Linked DNA regions of Mus musculus: regions 1 and 3 are each linked to region 2. A link is a contact called in public ChIA-PET and Hi-C data. All regions are on one chromosome and are shown on one strand. The core of a region is the stretch at or near the end of the contact, and the rest is flanking DNA. Distances in the headings are between cores, read along the strand shown.

The links. A called contact is a pair of places that touch in the nucleus more often than the background predicts. ChIA-PET counts read pairs in DNA pulled down with a chosen protein or histone mark.
Region 1: a contact with region 2 is called in a Hi-C map of bone marrow-derived DN3 thymocytes, with 2.4 times the contacts expected there. The contact joins two enhancer-like sites. A contact is called at or near these places in 27 of 484 Hi-C or Micro-C datasets (the Ba/F3 cell line, ECoMG myeloid progenitors, the HL-1 cell line and 20 more) and 1 of 115 datasets of contacts at active chromatin or transcription factors (bone marrow-derived dendritic cells).
Region 3: a contact with region 2 is called in an RNA polymerase II ChIA-PET map of memory CD8 T cells, with 21 read pairs. The contact joins the promoter of Tax1bp1 here to the enhancer-like site in region 2. A contact is called at or near these places in 2 of 484 Hi-C or Micro-C datasets (CD4 T cells and bone marrow-derived macrophages) and 3 of 115 datasets of contacts at active chromatin or transcription factors (the SCID.adh cell line, effector CD8 T cells and memory CD8 T cells).

What each region holds. Positions count from the first base shown.
Region 1 is chr6:52,824,825-52,827,524 of GRCm38.p6, reverse strand. All of the region lies in intron 2 of Jazf1 (JAZF zinc finger 1), which reads left to right. Among named protein-coding and RNA genes, the nearest start is that of Gm52904, 27 kb to the right of the region's middle. Within about 2 kb of position 1,299, at least 150 of the 459 cell types and tissues checked have an H3K27ac peak or open chromatin away from gene starts, as enhancers often do. A contact at or near this core is called in bone marrow-derived macrophages, where this site is marked.
Region 2 is chr6:52,964,269-52,966,968 of GRCm38.p6, reverse strand. All of the region lies in intron 1 of Jazf1 (JAZF zinc finger 1), which reads left to right. Gm33219 (a long non-coding RNA gene) reads left to right here. Exons shown (of 2, transcript XR_377681.3): 2 at 1-1,811. Among named protein-coding and RNA genes, the nearest start is that of Gm33219, 11 kb to the left of the region's middle. Within about 2 kb of position 1,293, at least 87 of the 459 cell types and tissues checked have an H3K27ac peak or open chromatin away from gene starts, as enhancers often do. A contact at or near this core is called in the SCID.adh cell line, bone marrow-derived macrophages, effector CD8 T cells and 1 more, where this site is marked.
Region 3 is chr6:52,712,407-52,715,106 of GRCm38.p6, reverse strand. It overlaps Tax1bp1 (Tax1 (human T cell leukemia virus type I) binding protein 1), which reads right to left and starts at 1,378. Exons shown (of 18, transcript NM_025816.3): 1 at 1,252-1,378.

The DNA of each region.
Region 1 (2,700 bases), core at 50-2,549, 140 kb after region 2:
GTGCACGTGTGTATACGTGTATATGCATTTGTACCTGTGAGCACACTCACGTGTATATGCACTTGTGGAGGCCAGAGGTCAGTGTCAGGTGTCTCTGTCTCTGTCTCTCTTAACATTATTCTTGGGACAGGGTCTCTCCCTGAGCTTAAGGGTGACACTTCGGCTGTGCCAGCTGACCAGCAAGCAACTAGGTCTGTCTGCCATCCCCCTACCAAATGGCCCCACACCCAGTTTTCCATGGGGGCTGAGGAACTGAATTCCTGCCATCAGTGATTGAGCAGTAAGTATTTTATCCAGTGAACCATCTCCTCCGCCCCAGAGTTTCTTACTTATCTAGTGGTTTGTGGGCATTTTGAGATGAAGTTTCAGCTCCTTATTGCACCAAGCCTGCCACTGACCAAGCCCTGAGCCCACACTGACATTTTCCATACCCCATGTACTTCAGCCAGGCTGGAAGACAGCCATCCCTGCTGAGCTTTGCTTCTGTTTGTTCTCGCTTGCTACTCTTGGGGTTGTAAACCAGTGTCCCTGTGTGCCTAGGTAGCCTTATGTCCTCTTCCTTCATCCTCCCAAATGATGAGGCCACAGACCATGCCACCATTCCCAGCCATGAAAGAAAATAAATTTTTGTGCAAAACAGCTGAACAAACACATGAATAAATCATGTGATTTCATTACAAAAGTAAGTTTTTGGGATTAGGGACACGGCTTTGTGGGTAAGATTACTTGCTCTGAGAGCACGAGGACCTGAGTTCAAATCCCAGCACCCTTGTAAAAACCCCAGTGTGGCTGCGCATGCCAGCAACCCCAGCAGAGGAGGAAAGGCAGAGGAGGAGCAGCAAACAAGGCAGGTCCAGGTAAAGACCAAGCAAGGCAGGAGCCGAGGAGAGGAAACGCCGGCAGTCACTCTGGTCTCCACGTGAGCACAGGCATGTGCTATTGAACACATGAGCCCTACTGAGCTTGCACCACACACTACACAACACACACAGGAAAAATGGAAAAATGTATTTTTTATTTTTATATTTGTGCCCCAAATAGTCGTCAAAAACACAGCAAATAAAAGGTGTGTTACCTTTAAAAAAATTTAAAGCTATCTCTGAAATCATTTGGACGGCTTGCCTTCCTCTGAAGAAGCAGGGGTATTGCCTAAGACTCGGCCTTAGCCCTCTCCCACCTTTCCATGCTAGCCCTCCATGTTTCCTCCTCTAGGGTGTGACTGCTCACCCCTTGTACACACCCTTGGAGTCTCACTGTCACTTGAGTCTCAGCACTTCCAAACAAAATTCTCCTTAGCAGCAAAAACAGCACAGTGGAGGGGACACCTTGTGCCAGAAAGAGATCTCTGTTTCAGTGGTCTTCACACAGGTCCCGCTGCCAACCGTGCTGTGGGAATTTAAACAGACTGTTAGGAGAGAGCTTGCCAAGTGTGCGCAAAAGGTTTGATCCCCAGCACCACCACGTAAGCTAGGCGTGGTGGCATATTCTACTAACCTCAGATGGGAAGTGGGAGCAGGAGAATGAGAAATTCTGACCATCCTTGTCTACTTATAGATGGTAAGATTGAGATCTGTCTGACAGCATGAAACCCTGTCTCGGGAGCAAAGCACCTAGCACAGAATGTTCTCAAAATCTAGATGTGGGGCTGCAGGGATGGCTTCGTGTTGAGAGTACTTGCCAAGCTAGCACAGGACTTAAGTTCAGTTCCCAGCAGCCAGGCTGGTGACTCAGAACCCCTGTGACTCAGCATCTCCTTGGGCACTCATGAGCTCATGGTAAACTCCAGATCCTCTCTTCTTTCCGTGTTGTGAACATTGATGACTCAGTCTGGCCATGTTTACGATGAGTCAGCTTGCACATTGCAGAGATGGTATAAGAAAAGGGTAGATTTAGACTGCTGCCTTCGGGCTTGACATACCAGGAATGTTCTGAGCTATTCCCCTGCAGCAGGGTCAGTATGAGAAGGCTTTTCCAGCCCAACAAAGGTTTACTGGACTCCTCAGAATTATTTTAGTTAGGGTATTTTGTCTTGTTTCCCCGCCATGACAAGAGTGGGGAAATCGCTCTGAGGCTGACCTTGTCGGGAATACTGAATGATGTCCTCCTTGAAAACTATCCCTGACTTCAGTAGACATTTAGAGGTTGATTGGAGCAAGCAGCTTGCTTTCCTTGGGAAAACAGGATGGAGAGGCTCCAGGTCACCAGCCGTGGCCTGCATGTTGTGTGCCAAGGTACCCAGGAGCTTGTGTCACTCCATGGGAAGTCCTGGGGCTGGCTCATTCCTGCCCTGAACCAGCCATGGGTCTTTAAAGGAGGTGGCATGCTTTTAAATTCTGGCTGCTATCCATTAAAGCTTTAATTAGCACTAATTAGGAATCTGGGGTAATCAGCTTGGCCTGAAATGGAAGCCTGTGTATGCTGGGAAGAAAGGCTTTGCTAAATAAACCAGCAGGATGAACAGTATTATGGGGTGAATGCTTTTCTGGGGAGCAGCTGATGGTAAGGATTAGTGCTTGCCCTGGGCATGCAAATGAGGGCTGCTGGCTACAAACAGCAGAAGAGCTGGAGGCCCCACCACACAACACTTCATTAACAGTTAAGTACAGTGACATTTTTTTAAAGTTTAAATACCCTGCTCTTTTTCTTCCAAATAACCTATAAATTCCCTCATTTATGGAGCTGTGTATGGGGTGAAGGATG
Region 2 (2,700 bases), core at 44-2,543:
CAGATGTGGAGAGGCCCGGAGGCTGTCGGTAGCTCTCTGTCCTTGTCTAAAGGAAAGGCATGTTCTCTTTCCAGGACCACATCCTTTTTCATCCTTTACTTCTCTCCAGAAAATGAGAGCATAGCCCAGCAACCATTGTTGCTGTTGTTATAAACATTGTAATAAGCACTCGGCTGCAGGATCCTTAAAGGATTCCCCCCTGAGTGGGTTGTCCCAAAATGCACCACGTAACGCCATGTCAATTCAGTCTTGTTTGGGCACCATTAAAAACATAGTAGTTTTACACAGCTCTCCAGGCAAGAATGACCTCATTAATGAGAAGAGGCATATAACAGTTAAAGCCTCAAACGCTCATGAAGGTATTATTTTAAAACCTTTTAAATGCCAAACACCAGGCTGTTTAAATAGCTTGTTTCATGTAATATTTATTAGTTATTAAGCCTCATTTTTGTTTTGTTCTATACAAATAGGAAGTTTACTTCAAATGACCACAGAGAGAGATTTCTGTTATCTTCCCCTCCTTAGTTTCTTGGAGTTTGCTGAGTTTGGATTCCTCTTTGTGTAGACCATTTCTTTCCCTTTAGCATTTTAAGATATTGAGCACAAGATTAAAATCCTGCTTTCCACTTGAGCTCTACTCCACAGCTCAAATTTTGTAATTGTTCCTCTGACTGCAACAGTTACTAATTTTAGCTACAAGTAAGCTTCCTCCTGTGACTTGCACCTACACTCCCCTTCTGGCACCCTCACAGTGACCTGTCACCGTGCTTGCATGAGATGACTTAAATGTCCTTGGACAGGAAAAAGTGCAGCCCATGGACCACTCCGAGGCACTTTAAATAGTGTGCATGGGCTTTCCTAACGCAGGTTAGCTGTGTGTTGATAAATCCACAGAAGTAGAGTATGCCGGAGAGGCCTCCCCTCTGCTGCTCCCAACTAGCCAGAACTGGTTTCCTTTGTGAGACTCCACACCAATTTAAAAGGCAGAGTGTGCTTGACATCTGGACTCCTATTTTTTTTTTATACCATGTCTTTCTAATTGTGTTTTTAAGCTATTCTTTGTTTCTTAATCATCACTCTGTAAGTATAAGATTCTCGCAGCCATTTGTCTCTCTTTACTACAAAGAACAACGCACAAGTCCAGGGGCTTCTATGCAGACAGGGTGTACATCTCCGAAATTACTTCTGGAGAGTAACTGTTCCCAGACAGCAGGACAGTGCAGACTGGAGCCACTTAGTGAGGTGTGAAGGCTCCTCCTCCCTCTGAGGGGAAGCGTGGTTTGTGAGAATGGTAGGTGCCGGTGACTTGGTCCTCTATTCGAAGTGAAACCAGAGCAAACCACAGGGGTTCCGTTCTGGAGAGTCAATTTGCTCAAGAGTTTGCTTAGCTAGGCCTGGGACTCTTGGGTGAGACCTTCCATAAGACAATAGGGCGGTGAGCAGCTTGAAGTCAGCACTCTGCTGAAGGCAGGCAGGCTGGGGAGAGCTTGTCTCTGAAGACACTGCAGCGAGGAGAGAGCAAGCTGGGTCTCAGGCCCAGCTCTAGACCGCTAGACCTGCCCTGCTATGCCCTGGGTGACCTCTTGCCATGAAGAGTGCCTGTCTCAGGGAGTCCTCTGATCAGTGAAATCTAGATGTCAGTGGTGCTCTACTTTGTGTGAGAGAGTAGCTTTATCTGCTGCTTGTTAGTCACCTGTCTGTACACCAAAGCCATCAGCTGGCTGGGACGAAGGGACTAGGCAAGAGAGGCTGGCTTTGTATTTTCCCTAAATGTAGGTGGTTTTGTGTCACCCATAAAATGTAAAAAAAAATTTTAAATATGTGTCAAGAATAACATTTGGGTAGTATGCATATATATATATATATATTTTTTAAAAATTCATTTGTGATAATGAAAAATGAAAACACAAAGATTAGTAACTTGCTCACTTAACTCATTCTAGTTTTGTGATTTTCTGTGAAGTGTTTATGTGTTTACTTGTAATGTGTTAGTTTTTGGGTGGTGAAAAGGAGCTGAGTTATGAGGGGGGTGTATATTTTCTTTTTGTGTATCTATTTTCTAACTCCTACAGTTGTAGCTTTTAAAAGTTACTTCCAAGTGTGTCTAAAAACACTTGTCTCAGTGACAGCCTGCATTTGAGGTCTGGCTTTGGGCTTTTTGATGTGTTTAAGGTGGACTCTCAGATAGTTAGAGTCCATACCAAATGTGGTAGCAATTATTTTCTGTGAACTTGAGTGCTGTGTGGGCTCTTGCTGCTCCTTGAATTGTATTAATTATTCCTTACATCTGCCCTTTCACATAGCTCAGGGGTCTGGAGGGAGCTTGATTATTGCGGTTGTTTCAAGTCAGTTTTCACCCTGGGCTAGCAACATCACCACACTTTCACACCGTACGGAGCGGGCTGGCATTCTGAGCACAGTCACTGCTGACACCAGTGAGCAGCAAGACCTGGGTTTAAAGACAGTCACCCCACAGTGTGCCCAGATTATGCAAGCAGTGTACGTTTCCTTCATCTGCTCCAGAGTTCTTCCCTTTGGTTTATTTAGAGCAGAAGATTCACGGAATTCAAGAGCGGTGCCCTGTGATAGACTCCAGGCATGATGCTTATGTGAAGCTACAGTGTCAGGAATTTCTTTTAGAGGCTATTATCTTCTGTCTTGTCGTTGTCCTCTTTATTGTTAGTAGCATCTTGGGCTATC
Region 3 (2,700 bases), core at 129-2,628, 250 kb after region 2:
TACACGACTGTGATTCTAAGAGCAAATGGTATGCAGCTAATGTAATAACTTGAAAACAAATAATACAATACAACTGTATTTGAAATTTAACAAATAACAAAGACGAGGGGGAGGAGGTTAACCAGTCATTCCTAGCATAGTCAAATATATTCTTGCAGAAATCTAAGATAAGTTCAGGGCGTTTGCCTAACATTCGAAAGGGACATACAGAAATCCAATTTACCCCTGAGAAGAATAGAATGGAGGCGAGTCCTTGGCCTCAGCTTCTTCTCCACACCTAGAGGGTAACCTGGAGATCACAAACCCACTTAATCAACCCACTTTTAAGGAATGTTATTCAAATAACCATTTTCGAATGTTTTGGGATTGAACACTAAAATTTTAATTATATTTGTTCGTGTCCTAATCATGAATTTTTACCACTTGGCAAAAAGCAGCATACTTGGCAGATACTTAGCATTAAAATGTCTAACATACCAACATAACGATAAAGCCGGAAATCTATCATAGTCAAACGCCACAACGTTTTCCAACAAAACTTTCAGGAACAAATTGTACTTCATATTTCTCAACAGGGAAATACAAGCGAACACCCCAGCTACGTTCTAACAGTACAGTTTTCGGGCGATGAGCGCTAGCCAGAACACGTCTTGCACCTTCCGCCGGGTCCAAAACACCGGGGAGAGTCAGCAGTGGGTGGAGCGAGGGAGGCGGAGTCGTGAAATCAAGTCCAGACGACCACAGAGCGAAGCGATCCTCCCCAAGATTTCTTAAAGCCTTCTCTTGGGCACCAGAGGGGGAGGGCTGCTTTCCAAACAGCAAGACTCAACTAATCTCTCAGCCCAGGAGAAGCCGGAGATCAAGCCAAGCCAGGTAAACAGCCAAACCAGGCGACACAGGGAGTCCCCGCCTCTTCCTCCAGCGGAGACTCAAACCAAAACAACCCAACGGGTCCTCCCCGGCTCGCCGCGGCCTAGCGCGCCCGCCACCCGTCCCTGGCTTGTTAGACGCCGGGGCCAGCCGGGGCCAGCCGCGGCCTAGCACGCCCGCTCCCGCCACGCTTCCCACTCTACGGTCACCCCAAGCCCAAAACACGTCACAATCGCGGCCCGGGGGAAGCTCGTCCTTGGGAAAGAGAGCTTCGTCACCACGGAGACCGTTCCCAAAACTCGCCAGGCCCGGGTTCCAGGGCCGAGACGGAGCGCGAGCGCCGGTTACCTCGAAAGCACGCGGCCCGTCCGCAAACCTTACCGGTCAGGGCCTCCGCCCCGCACGCTACGCCGCGCCCCGAACCTCCGCGGCCACCACCACTGCCTCTCAGCGTAGACCGGCTACACCTTCTCTAAGCGGAGAGCCGGCGGTGCGTCACTTCCGCCCCAGGGAGGCTCGCTTCCGCCTCTGCTGCTGCGCATGCTCTGCGGCGACACGCCCCACTCGCTAGCTGTAAAGAGTCCTTTAGTGGTTTCCCTGACAGCTTTTTCCTCTGTGGCTTTTGGTCAGTGATGTAGTCACCTCAAAACACAGTCCGTTTGAAACAAATTAACTGACTTACCAGCGAAATGGGAAGGATCGCTCAGAGGCCAGGTGACCTGGGTCTTAAATATCAGTCTAAGCTAATACATGTTTCAATATATACAGAAGCCCCAAGAACTGTCATAGCTATCACGAATTGAACCATCATATTCCCGTGTTGCTATGAAACTAATGACATTTACCGTATCACCAGCGAAGAAAGCATAACATTAAACAGAACAATAATATACAAAACTCTAATTTCAAGTTCTTTCATTTTCCACACAATTCAAGTCCACATTGGCCTCCATAAGACAGGTTCTTAATATTTGCTGATTCATTTGTTTCTTATATATTGAAATTTTTTAAGTTGGGTGTCTGTGTGTTTGCTTGTTTGTTTGTTTAAATAGGGATCTCTTCATTCTGGTCCTCCAAAAGGAAAAATTACTGTTGAGAGACATAGGCTGTTGAAGCAAAAGTTAAGTTCGGCATTGTGGGTTTTAAAGAAATATTTATGATTAAGACGGTAGTGTATTCATGAGATAAGTAATATTCCAACACAAGATATGATGGATTTGAATAAAATACACTTGCTTCCATGAAGTTCCAATTCAAACTGCACATTTAACAGAGAAAGGTAAGCTATATAAGGCAAAAGTAATTTTAGAAATTTAAATTATTTTCACTTCCATATCACGATCAACCAAGTCTTCCTTTTGAGGTATTTCTTCCTGTGCTGCTCTAGAAAACAACCACAAGGGAAAGCAGGTCACAAAACCACAATGTCTATAATAATATAATGAAATTGAGATCTTTTGCGTTTCAGACACTTCATTTTAGTGCAACTATAGGGGAAAATGCCCTGGAGAGAGAGAAAGAGAGAGTGAGAGAGAGATGAACAGACAGACATCTCAGGGCATTTAACCACAAAGGGGCATTCTGTTGGTCAGGAGACACAGCTACCAAAATGCAGGGCAGGGTTTTAGTTTTTAACTTCATACAGAACCTCCTTACTGAGATTACTCAAGACCCCATGATTGCTCTCATGGCTGGCTGTGAGTTAAGGCATTCTACTGCTCCAGGGTGAAGACATCCTGTTACTTTTTTAACTAATTGATTTATTCACTTTACATTCCAATATTACATCTCCTCCCAGTCCCCTCTGCAGCTCCACCCCTCATCCCCTCT